2 separate regions of the Mus musculus genome follow, and region 2 is linked to region 1. Evidence: chromatin contacts called from public promoter capture Hi-C data. All regions are on one chromosome and are shown on one strand. Each heading gives the region's core, a stretch centred on a gene start, on an enhancer-like site or on the middle of the called end of the contact. The rest is flanking DNA. Distances are from core to core; before and after follow the strand shown. Region 1 holds the start of Ccdc153 (coiled-coil domain containing 153). Region 2 has its middle 14 kb from the start of Cxcr5.

Region 1 (6,255 bases), core at 2,544-5,043:
CAGAGAAGTGGCCAAGGGCCCAGCAGCTCTTTTCCCCAGAGGGAAACAAAGAGAGGAACTGAAAACCACCCTACGTTTTATATATATTTTTTAATAGCTCAAAATCCAGCCCAGAGAAGATGAGTACAGTTTTCTAATTCCAGAAATCTGAGAGCCACATACCTCTAGGCCTTTGCAAAGCTGTTTTTCCTGCCAAGAAAGACGCACATACACCACACACACACACACACACACACACACACACACACACACACACACACACACCACCTGATTCTACTAACCTTACCAGACCAATTCCTCCCATCCAGCAAACCTTTCAAGCTTAGAAGTCCCTTCTTGACCCTTCCAGGCATCAGCAATAGGCAGGCTCCACTTCCTGATGGTAGCCCCCTGGCCCTGGATTGCAGCAGCCTTTGCTGCCCTCCTATTTTCTTCTAGAAGACTGGACCCTGACAGGAAACGCCTCAGGCCAGGGCCAGGGCTTGGTGCCTCACACTTTGCTGAACCCACACCAATCTTGTAAAAGTTAAAAAGCAACACACATGGGCCACACTGAGCCAGACTTCCTCCCGTGTGAGTTAATGATAAGTCAGAGACACCTACAACCAGAAAAATATTTATTATTCATCGTCCTAAGCAACGGTTGTTTTCCTTTTTCTTTTCTCCCCCTCCTCCCTTTTCTCTTTTGGTGACAGGTCTCAATGTGATTCCCATGCTGACATTAAATATCTGGTTCAAAGCATCCTCCTCGAAGAGCCTCCCAAGTAGCTATGTCACCCTGCTTAGCTCACAGTTCCTGGAGGCCAGTGGATCTCAACCTGTGGTCCCCTAAGGGATCCTCAGGGGCCACCTAAGACCATTGGAGAACACAGATATTTACATTATAATTCATAACAATAGCAAAATTACAGCTATAAAGCAACAATAGAAATAATTTTTGGTTGGGGTTCTCAAGGAACTGTCGGAAAGCGTCACGGCATTAGGAAGGGGGAGAGCCGGTGGTGTAGGCCAAGGCCACTGTGTTTTTGATCAGGTCACATTTCTTTTAATATATAAATAACCAATGTCCTATTTGAATAAAAGTGAATGATTGTCCCTCTTATATATCTCCTCAATACTCTTGTCCAGATCAGGCTGTGGTGCACAGCTTTAATTCCAGCCCTGAAAAAACAGAGGTAGAGGCCCCAATCTAGGAGTTCCAGGTCAGTCAGAGCTACACGTAAGTCCCTTTCTCAAAAGACAAGCAAACAGAAGCCATCCTGGATAGATCTTATTCAAAGGAGGACAGGGAGCCAACAAGATGGCTTAGTCGGTAAAGGTATGTGCTGCCAGACTCAACGACCTGGGTTCAATCCCACAGATCCACATGGGAGAAGGATAGAACCAAGTCCCCATGGGCTGTCCTCTGACCACACACTAAATGTAATACAAGTTTTTAAGATTTAATTTTAACAATCTGAATGTGTGTGTGCACTTGAATGGGTCTTCTCCAAGAGCAGCGTGTACCCTTAACTACTGACCCATTTCTCCAGCTTCCCCAGCCCAAAAAAAAAAAAAAAAAAAATTAACAGAGACAGTGAGATCAGAAACGATCTTTCCTATCGTCGCTTCTAAACTGAAGTCAATAAAAAGAGAAGGGAAGGTTGGCCTTTTTCTCACAGTTTTTATTTGGTTTGTTTTCTAAAGAGGGGCTGAATTGCTGAGCACAACGCCAACCCCTTTCTGGGTTCCGTTGGGACCAGTTCATCACGTGACACATGGCACCTTTTTTTTTCTCCACTTCACCTTGACCTCAAACCACATCCTGATCCTGCACCTGAGAGTCAGTTGACTGAACTCATTTGTAAAATACACGATCTCCTAAAACATGAGGTCTAGGTTGTGTTCTGTCATCCCCAATGTGTCCTTCCAAGCACAAACGTGAGTGACAGAGATTCAGGGAAAGAAGTCCCTGAGAAGCTCCTGGGAAAGGACCGGAGATTCTAAAGGAAGAATAAATGAAAACGTGATGAAAAATGAGATTTCTCCATATCTGAGACCTGTGTACGGGGTCACCAGCCCTACGTTACAGGGGCTGTAAGCATCACAACGACAAGTAGGACTCTTTGCTCTATAAAGTGTCCAGAGCCGGGGCTGGAGACATGGCTCGGCAGTTAAAAGTGAGTCCTGCTCATGAAGAGGACTCGAATTTGGTTTCCAGCACCACACTGGTGGGCTGCTCACAACTACCCGTAACTCCGACTCCAAGGGACTCCAAAGCTCTCTTGTAGCCTCCCCCGCCCCCCGGCACTGTGCTCACAAACCCACACATAAAGAACATAATCAAAAATAAAAATTAAAACTCTCTCTTACAGTATCTAAAGTGCTACGGAGTTAAATAAAACAGGTATTGACCTTCCGCTTGCTCTGGAAGTGATTTCATAGTCCCACATCTTGTGTCTGTTTCGGCAGATTTGCTTCTAATAATATGCAACTGACCAACATTTTCAGGGACTAGAATGGACAGACATGCCTAAAAAGGATCTGTAGGTTCCATAATCCACAGGGAGGAAGGCTTGTTTAAATTCTATGTATGGTGACATTATGGTGCCCAGAGATGGCACAGGTCCAGACGGATCTCTCCCAGATGGAGGGAGGGCTTCCCGTCATGCTTTCTGCCAACAATCAAATTTTAATTATACATAAGATACTAAAAAACACCCCGTAAAGGGGATCTCCCCCAATATTGCCCAAGAAATTACCAACTGCAAACTTTAGGAGGTGCAGGCGGTCAAGCAAGTCCACTAGAGGGAGCCCTAAGCAACTTTATGCTGCAGGGAGCCTGGGGGCTGCTAAACCCCTGCCTGCAGATTAAACCTCATAAAGAAATAGTGGGAGAAGGCAAGATTGACTGGAGAGGGAAAAAGGAGTCCTGTAAACACTGCACTGACGTCTGGGGATTTCAGGAGCTACAAAACTTATACACCAAGAAATACAAGCTGAGCAAAATTAAGTAGCTGAACTCCAGACTCTTGTCTAATTTGTGTTCCTCTTTGTGGGTCAGCATCCTTTCAACTACCTGTGTCAGAACATGTTTCCCTCACACACCACAGTAGCCTTTTTGAGGCAAACCTTCAGGTTGTTGTTTAAAAAAAAACAAAAACAAAAACAAAAAACAAAAAACAAACAAAACATTTATTTATTTATTTTATGTATCTGGTGGTCTTCAGACACACCAGAAGAGGGCATCCGATACCATTACAGATGGATGTGAACCACCATGCTGTTGCTGGAAATTGAACTCGGGACCTCTGGGAGAGCAGCCAAGTGCTCTCAACCACTGAGCCATCTCTCCAGCCCCCAAACCTTCTGTTTTAAAGTAAATAATGTCACTGTGTTCACACGAAACCTCCAGATATAAAGTAGCTGTGATGGCCGCTATCCCTGCTTTCCCTATGTCTTGCAAAACACTGCTCTCCCAGACTGCAAGTTTGTAGATTCCTAGCCTGGAGAGTCTCCAGACCACAGGTAGTGCCTGTGTAGACATGAATAATAGCTATTCGGCTCCTAAGCCTCTTCTTTAGGGCTAGGATATGGAGGTAAAAAGAGAAGCTTTCCTTTGTATGAGCTGATTTAGCTCACCCACCTGCCTGAGTTTTCCAGTTGCCTGGACAACGTGCAGTATCCAGAAACCCAACATCCCAGTTCTTGGTCCCACCTCTTGAGGAAGTTTTACACCTTGGATTGGCTCCCAGGACCCAGGCTCCTCCCTAGACTCAATCTACTTGGGTCTCTCTTTACTGTCCCCATGACATGTCATTTCCCAGGGAGACACCACACAAGCAACAGAAAGTCTTGCAGGTAGGTAGGAAGGAGGAGAGTACACAAGTTGGGGAGAGAGAAGGGATGTCCAGAAGTTTCTCTAAGAAGCTGACTGCTGCACATAGGATTGTTCTCCCTCAGTGATCCCAGCCCTCCCTAAGGGTCCCAGAGACCAAGAAATGAAGCTTCTATAGAAGTGTAAGATGCACTGGGAGACTGGCACTCTGATGCTCCAGAAACCCCCAACCAACTCAGTGTAAGAGTCAGGAAAGCCTGTCTGTATGCTGACCTACATAGGTCTTCCCTTCGTCAGGACAGCGGGATGCCACCTAAAACCAAAGGAAGGGGGAGAAAAGCTGAGGCACGGAAGAAGAAAAAGAATTCAAGTCCTGGTGAGTCACCATGGGTGAAGGCCAGTGCCCCTGCATGTCCATGTCCACACCAAGGTCCTTAGAGGGAATCCAGCTCCCTGGGCAACAAGACAGAGGGCGTTTGTTTTGGTTTTGTCTTTTGTTCTTTTGACACAGGGTCACTAAGAAACCCAGGCAAGCCTCAAACGTATCCTCCTAGTCCTCCTAGTGCTGGGACAGCCTGGTGCTCACAATGCCTGGCATTAGTTAGGCATTGACACCACAGTTGGCTAAAGTGAGGCTCTCTTGCCCTCCTCTTCAGAGCCCTGAGTTCAGATTCGGCCAGGCTGGGGACCGGAGACTGCCTCTCTCCCCCTGGAGCCCCCTCTAGTCCTTTGCCTCTGTCATCTGTTTCACCCTTCTTTTGAGCACACACCAAGTACAAGGCAGTGAAGGCTTGGCTATGAATTTGTCAGATTTTGGCATTGGGTATCAGTGATCTTCCCCCATCCTGCAAAAAGTGCGGGAGGAAGACAGGGCAGGGGCGAGATCAGCGTAGCCTAAGACTCCGTGGTTTGCCACGACAGGTGTGGAGGCTGAGGCCAAGCACAGGCTGGTGCTGCTCGAGAAGGAGCTGCTTCAGGACCGCTTGGGTAAGGAGTGTGGAGCCTCAGGAGACAGCAGCAATGACAGGTCCTAGTCAGGGTTATCACTGCTGTGAAGAAACACCACAACCAAAGCAACGTGGGGAGGAGATGGTTTATCTGGCTTGCGCACCCAAAGCACTGTTTATTATTGAAAGAAGTCAGGAGAGGAGCTAGGAGCCTGGAGACAGGAGCTGATACGGAAGTCATGGAGGGGTGCTGCTAATTGGCTTGCTCTCCATGGCTTGCTCAGCCTGCTTTTTTATAGAACCCAGGACCACCAGCAAAGGGGTAGCACCACCCACAATGGGCTGGGCCCTCCCCATCATTCACTGATTAAGAAAATGCCCTATAGGCTTAACTATAGCCAGATCTTATAGAGGCATTTTCTTTCTTCCTTCCTTCCTTCCTTCCTTCCTTCCTTCCTTCCTTCCTTCCTTCCTTCCTTCCCTCCCTCCCTCCCTCCCTCCCTCCCTCCCTCCCTCCCTCTCTCTTGTTTGTTTGTTTGTTTTTTGAGACAGGGTTTCTCTGTATAGCCCTGGCTGTCCTGGAACTCACTTTGTAGACCAGGCTGGCCTCGAACTCAGAAATCCGCCTGCCTCTGCCTCCCAAGTGCTGGGATCAAAGGCGTGCGCCACCATGCCCGGCTTCTAATCTTTTTTAAAAAAAGATTTATTTATTTTATGTACATGAGTGTACTGTCCCTGTCTTCAGACACTCCAGAAGAGGGTATCCCATTACAGAAGATTGTGAGTCACCATGTGGTTGCTGGGATTTGAACTCAGAACCTCTGGAAGAGCAGTCAGTGCTCTTAACCGCTGAGCCATCTCTCCAGCCTGAGGCATTTTCTCAGTTGTGGCTCCCTCCTCTCTGATAATTCTAGCTTGTGTCAAGTTGACATAGAACTATCCGTGCAGCCTTGGCATACGTGGCATCTCTGGGTTCTTGGGGAACTGGAAGTGTGGACTATGTCCAGGGCTAATTCTCTGTTGGCAAGGATTGTGAGGAAGGGCTAGACAATGAAGATTGATGAAGAAGTTGTTCTTCCCCCTGACTCTGAGAACGCAATCACAACCCCATTCAGGATAGGTAAGTAGTCTACCGTGAAGCTAATCTGCAGCTCGGGAAGCCATTGTTTTTTAGTAGCCAGAACACGGAGAGACTATTGACTCTGTAGGAATGAAAACTCTGTGGGTTTCAAGAGGGTCCAGGGAGAGACACTGCATAAGAGGTTGACACTGCCAAGTTCCCAAAGAGAAGCAGAGTTCAAGGCTATGGTGATTGATTCTATGAGATCCACGGTCAGGCCTGAGCATGGCTCTGCGATACTCACAGCTCTACAGAGGGAAGAGGCTCGCCGAGCCAAGGCTTCTGAAGACAGGCTGAAGCAGAGGTTACAAGGGCTAGAAGCTGAACTGGAAAGAACCCAAAGTGAAGGGAAGGCCATATATGCAGGTATG
Region 2 (6,255 bases), core at 1,900-4,399, 300 kb after region 1:
GTCTCCAATGAAGACGGGTGGCAGGTCCTTTGATAACAGTGATTTATTCGGTGGGCCTGACCATTCCAGGTACTGACCTATGTGCTGGGGAAGTGATGAGAAACACAGCCACACGAGGCGTAGCCCGTGCAGCACCGTGGAGATGGGCATTAAACATAAACCATGCACTTAGTGCTGACAGAAACTCATAATGTAGTTGTAAAAACCTGCGCGTTCTATGAAGAGAGAAGGCAGCAAGCTAAGAACAGCATTTAATCCTCATGACCTAACAACTGGACCGTGATCCCTGAGACTGATTCATATGGGAGGCCCCTCACATTCATTGCGCCACACGAGTGCATCGTCCCAGCCTATAGAGAAGCCGTTTGGGAGTTCTTAGTGTATTTTGTTTAGGACGAAAGGCAGCCTTGGTAGCCCCAGGTCTATCCAGCCAGCAGGGAGTCTGGGCTAGTTCTGATGTGGGTCATTGTGCTTGGCTGAGCTGGGCAGCTAACCGACTGACTCACTCACAGTTCTTTTAGGCTGTGTACCCAGGCTTTCCTTGATCTCCCGGCTCTTCAGCCTCAGCTTCCTTTTTAGATCGCAAACTTGAGCTGCCGTGCCTGGCTCCCGAAGCTTCTACCATGGATTAGGTCAAGGGCACAAACTCTGGCTCTCCCATTTTCGGTTCTCAGAGCCTTCACAAGCATGAGAGAGGCTGCGGTCAATGACCGGGTGGTTAGAGACTTAGGCCGTGGGTGGCCCAGAGTAGGGCAAGAGGGACAAAGTGACCTGGAAGCAAAGGCAGGAAATGGCTGACAGACGTTTCCTGATGTGGTTGTCCTGCAGTGAAAGTGAGCCAGGCCCCAGGTGGAGGTGATAGGCCAGCGAAACTCCTCACCGCATTCGTTTCGGGAGCTGTGGAGGCGCCCCACCTGCTCTATCTGCACTCTGATCACACCGCATGAGAGAGAGGTTTCCAAATGACTTGGCCCCTCGGCTCCAGGAAGGAAGTGTTCCGGGCTGCAAATGGGGGCCTGTGCGTGTGGGTCAGGCATCTGCAAGTGAGCAACTGATGACACAGCACTGGGGGACAGGGCTGCTGACAGAGTGAGATGGGATCTGGAGAGAGCAGAAATGGAGGGGCCATCTGGCCTTCCCTCACAGAGGGTCACAACAGGAAATCCTGTCAACATCTCTTGACTAACAGTGACAGACGTGGTCAGCTCTGCGGCCTGGCCTATTAGGTCTTCTGTACGTAGTCTAGATTCATCACTTCTGTTTTCCAGGTAATAGGCATGTCTCTCGTGCTTTTCCAAATTTATGCCCTGCCATCCCTTCTAACAACCAGGACTGTAATAGCTTTCCCTCTACCCGTATCTGTAAGCCTTCCCACCTCTGACCTTTGCTTATAGGCTTTCCTTCTGGAATCTCCAGATCTCCATATGTCCAAAGCCTAAACAACCTTAAAGCCACCTCAGTGGGCCTGCCTTCCTCCACAGTCTCTAAAGTCAAGGAGGCGCCTGCCCCACCTTGACCTGGTTCTTTTCCAGCATTTTCTCATGCCCTACCTTATTTTCACGTTATGGAAGAATTACACACTCTTGCTAGGTTGTGAGAGGCTCTAGTGGCAAAGCTGTTTGTGACCCATTCTTCCCCTCTTGTCCCCAAAGTTTTACACACCATAGGTGCTCCAATCATCGTCTTTGATTGACCGAGTGGATGGATGGACTGATGGACAGAAAAGGGGGGGGGGTTCTGGTGTACAGGGCCCCTGCCTGTAAAGCTCATGTTGAGGCTCCCAGCAAGGTTGGGACTTGGAACTGAAGGTTTGTATGGAAGCTTTGCTGGTCAGTAACCCCATGACGCTTGGCAAGTGTCTGTGCCCTTCCTTGTGTGTACACAGTATAACTCCTACCTGGAAAGGAGGCTTGCGAGTGTGCACAGTGTCTAGTGGGTGCTGGGCAGCTGTGCCCATGGGTTTATCCAGGCAGGCCTCCCCCGGTGGGGGAGGGTAGGCACTGACTTTCCTGTGGAGATGGGTATGGAGTTGCCAAATGCTTCCTCCTCTATTGAAAACATTGTTTAGAAGTTTTCCATTCGCTTATTCATGGAGGGGAGAGCGTGAATGCCATGGTGGAGGTGGAGGTGGAGGTGGAGGTGGAGGTGGAGGTGGAGGTGGAGGTGGAGGTGGAGGTGGAGGTGGAGGTGGAGGTGGAGGTCAGAGGGAGCTTTGCAGGAGTCGGTTCTTTCTTTCTCCGGTACGGGTCCTCAGGCCGACAGGCTCCGTGGCGAGTGCCTTCACCCAATGAGCCATCTCCCTGCCTTGCTGCTTAACCACCCTCACAGTGCCAGGTTCATAGGCAGACTCAATATGCAGCAAAGTTTGTTGAAGGATGAACAAAAGCGTGGGAAATAAGCCTTTAACCTTCGATTCCTGCAGCAGTGGTTGTACATCCACAATAGGCTTGAGGCCCTCGGTTCTGTCTCTAACAATCATGGGGGGCTGGTTGTGGGGGGAAGAACACTTGCCTGAAATCCTACATTCCCTTAAGCAAGGGACCTAGGAGACTAACCAAGACAGGCAGAATTCTTCAGGCAGCAATGCAATCCCACAATCCTCCAGGGTCTTCAGCTGCCACAGAGCAGGTACCACTGAGACTAGAGCCAGAGAGGCATGGAAGCTAGCTCCACAGGAGGGCAACTCACAGGGCCTAGTTAGTTCACCATAAAACACTTAATGATTTAGACTTCCCAGACTTGGGATGGGGAAGAGAACAAGACAATGGACCGAACACCATGACCCAGCCCAGTGCCTAGAAAATGAACTTGCTGTCCTGGAGACAGGCTCTGGTCAACTGCAGGGGGGAAACTCAAATAATTGAGTTCTTGTCTGAGGAGGCTGAGTTGGGAAGATATCAAAGAGAAAGCCTCAGAAATGACCCCAGCAGCTAATGAGGGCCCCTCTGATCCATGATTACTGAACTGTGAGTGAGTGGTGGGTACTGTGTATTTGAGAGAAGAGGACACTGGGGGAGCCCAGCCTCACTCCGGGCTTTTCCCCAGTCACACTGGCCCTGGGAGGCAGCTGGAGGTCTCAGATGGCAGCTGCCTACAGCACTGCTGGGCACAGGGCAAAGGGCACAGGTGTTCTTCTTCTTACCAATTTACTCTCAGAACTGGCAAAGGGCACTGGAATGTGTCACTTTAGTCATAGCTTCTGAGGGCAGGGTACACACCAGGCCTCTCTGTGAGCTACACATTTGTGTTTAAGTAAAAGCAACTAGAACCCAGGGAGGGAAAGAATTTTTTTCAAATGGCTTTTTTTTTTTTTTTTTTTTTTTTTTTTTTTTTTTTGGTCTTTCGAGACAGGGTTTCTCTGTGTATCCCTGGCCGTCCTGGAACTCACTCTGTAGACCAGGCTGATCTGGAACTCAGAAATCCACCTGCCTCTGCCTCCCAAGTGCTGGAATTAAAGGTGTGTGCCACCACTGCCCAGCTCAAATGGCTTCTTTTAATTATTTCTGAAAAATATAATTCTACATCATGAGTACACATGATTTTTCTTTAAAGTTATTGAAATAAAAAATATTTAGATTTATTTTATTACTTTATGTGCATGAGTGTTTGCCTGCATGTGTGTGTGTGTGCACACCACATGTTGTGTAAGTATCCAGACAAGTCAGAAGGGAGCCTTGGATCCCCCAGGACAGGAGTTACATTACAGATGGTTGTGAGTCTCCGGTAGACACTGGGAACCAAATACTAGTTCCTCTGGAAGATCAGCCAGTGCTTTTAACCACTGAGCCAACTCATCACTTCCTAATTTGCTTTTTATGTGTGTGTGCCTGTGTGTCTATTTTTACGTGCATGTCTGTGTACTATATGTGTACAGGAGTCTGTGAAGATTAGAAGAGGGTGTTGGATCCCCTGGTCTGGAGTTACAGGTAGTTGTGAGCCTCGTGTGAGTGCTAGAAATTGAACCTGTGTCTTTAGTAAGAGCAGCCAACTGAGCTGCCTTTCCAGCCTGAGAATACATTGTTTTAAAATTTTATTCATTTATTATTTTAATCTTTAAATTCTGTTTATACTGTATGTATATGGGTTGTTTGCCTATGTCTATGCACACTACCTGCGTGCCTAGTTCTCTAAGAGGTGAGATGTAGGGGTCGGATCCCCTGGGATTGAAGCTTGTGAACTCCATGTAGGTGCTGGGACTTGAACCTGGCTTCTTTGGAAGAGCAACAACTGCCTTAGCAGTAGTTTTTATCTTTTTAATGAATTAATTTAAAAATATTTTGAGCCTGGTGCTGGTGGCACTTGCCTTTAATCCCAGCACTTGGGAGGCAGAGGCAGGCAGATCTCTGAGTTGAGGCTAGCCTGGTCTACAGAGTGAGTTCCCAGACAGCCAGGGCTACACAGAGAAACCCTGTCTCAAAAAACGTAACAAAAAATGTATGTGTAGACCTGTATGTCTGCTGGTGTTATGTGCATGTGAGTGCAGGTACATGGGCAAGAGGCATCGCAGCCTCTGTAGCTGGAGTTACACACGATTATACCATGTGACAAGCAGTACTGGGAGCTGAACTGGACCTCCAGAAGACCAAGCAGCAAGTGCTCTTAGCTGCCGATTCCCATCTCCAGCCCCCCACCTTTTTTCTTCTTTATACTACTTGTAAGTTACTAATCCTAAGTTACATGTAATTTTGGAACACTTTTCACTTAGGATGGTCTCATAAACACTGGAGGTTTTCCCCGTGAAATGCCAGTGCCTAATAGCATCCCCTTCTTCCTCTTGCTATTTCCAAGATGCTAAAGTAATTATTAGAATTAACATGTGCTGGCTATATCTAATCAGTATTGATTATGAAGAGCCTTTTGGTCTCGTTTTCAGGTCTAGGCTCTGAGGAGGAAGCTGTGAGCACGCCTGATCCCTGTCTCCAGAGTCCTGTGAAGTTGGGTTCTGATGGGGAAGGACAGACAGTGAGCAAATGTACTGGGCAGGGTACTGGATTTACTCCTACAATAGAAGGGTATTAGTATCTGTGGAGCAGGTAACACGGGGAGCATACCTTTAATTCCAGTACAGGGAAAGAAGAAGCAGGTTGCTCTCTGTGAGTTGGAGTCCAGCCTGGTCTATGTAGTGAGTTACAGGCTAGGCAGGGCTATACCGTAAGACTTCATCTCAGAAAAAAAGAATAGAAAGAAGTAACACAAGATGAAGTGTGGGAGGGGACAAGCTGGCCGTCAGGAAAGCCCTTGCATTTACAGGGATGCATGATGCTTGCTGTGGTTCAGGGTACTTTATCACAGTAGTAGACATACAACTGTGGTACTTGAGAAGGCAGAGCAGAGAACTTTGGAAGGGTGCAAGAACACTGACCTTGGGTACCTGGGAGGTACCTGGGAGGGTCGGACTGCCCTTGAGTGAGGTAGCGGTGAGATGGGGAGACCTTGGGAAGGGCAGGTTTAAAGAGGAACATGAGTCAGCATTTGTCCTGCGAGGCTCTAGATAGACTGAGTGGAGCAGACTGTCTAGAAGCTGGACGTGGGAACAGAGAGCTCCTTGACCATGAGCCCTGGCCAGCACATGTACAGGATTTCAAGTTGATGAAGTGATTCTAGGCTGAGAAGAGAGCAAGGCTTGTGTTCCAGGGCACACCAGGGGTCAGAGGTGATGGATAATGTAGATTCACCAAGTCCTCCTGACGACTCTGTGTCTTGTCATCACCACTTTACAAGTGACAACACTGAGGTATGATGGGATTTTTAGGAACCCTGGCAATGGCCACACAGCAGAGCTGGGATTTGAACTGATAGCCACTTCAAGTGTCATGAGCTTAGACCCCATACTACAGGGGTGTGCTCTTTCAAATGCACACTTTTTCCAGGTAGAGAAACTGGGTCTTAAGGAAAGCAATCTGTTAACACTGCTGGCAGGGCTGTGGTAGAAACCCTCTTCTTGCTTTTCCTTTTCTTCTCTTACCCCCCCCCCCCAACTTTGTTCTGGCAGTGTTTTGAGACAGGGTTTCTCTGTGTAGCTCTGGCTGTCTTGGAACTCACTCTGTAGACCAGGCTGACCTTGAACTCGGAGATCTGCCTGCCTCTGCTTCCTGAGTGCTGGGATTAAAGGTATGAGCCACTACTGGCCAGCTAAACTTTTTTTTTTTCATTATACTTATGTGTGTGTATGTGGGGTGAGGTCACATGTGTTATCTTGTGCATGTGAAAGTCATTGGTCAATTTGTGGAGCCCGTTCTACCTTAGGAGAGTAAA

The links. Promoter capture Hi-C pulls out the DNA fragments that hold promoters and counts their contacts.
Region 2: a promoter capture Hi-C map of liver shows a contact between it and region 1, with 2.2 times the contacts expected there. The contact joins the enhancer-like site here to the promoter of Ccdc153 in region 1. A contact is called at or near these places in 4 of 39 promoter capture datasets (hematopoietic stem and progenitor cells, liver, neutrophils and 1 more), 1 of 115 datasets of contacts at active chromatin or transcription factors (pancreatic cancer cells) and 1 of 9 other capture datasets (liver).

What each region holds. Positions count from the first base shown.
Region 1 is chr9:44,236,884-44,243,138 of GRCm38.p6, forward strand. Ccdc153 (coiled-coil domain containing 153) reads left to right here and starts at 3,794. Exons shown (of 7, transcript NM_001081369.2): 1 at 3,794-3,840; 2 at 4,115-4,193; 3 at 4,739-4,804; 4 at 6,131-6,250. The coding sequence starts at 4,124.
Region 2 is chr9:44,537,097-44,543,351 of GRCm38.p6, forward strand. No RefSeq gene overlaps it. Among named protein-coding and RNA genes, the nearest start is that of Cxcr5, 14 kb to the left of the region's middle. Within about 2 kb of position 3,150, at least 17 of the 459 cell types and tissues checked have an H3K27ac peak or open chromatin away from gene starts, as enhancers often do. A contact at or near this core is called in liver, where this site is marked.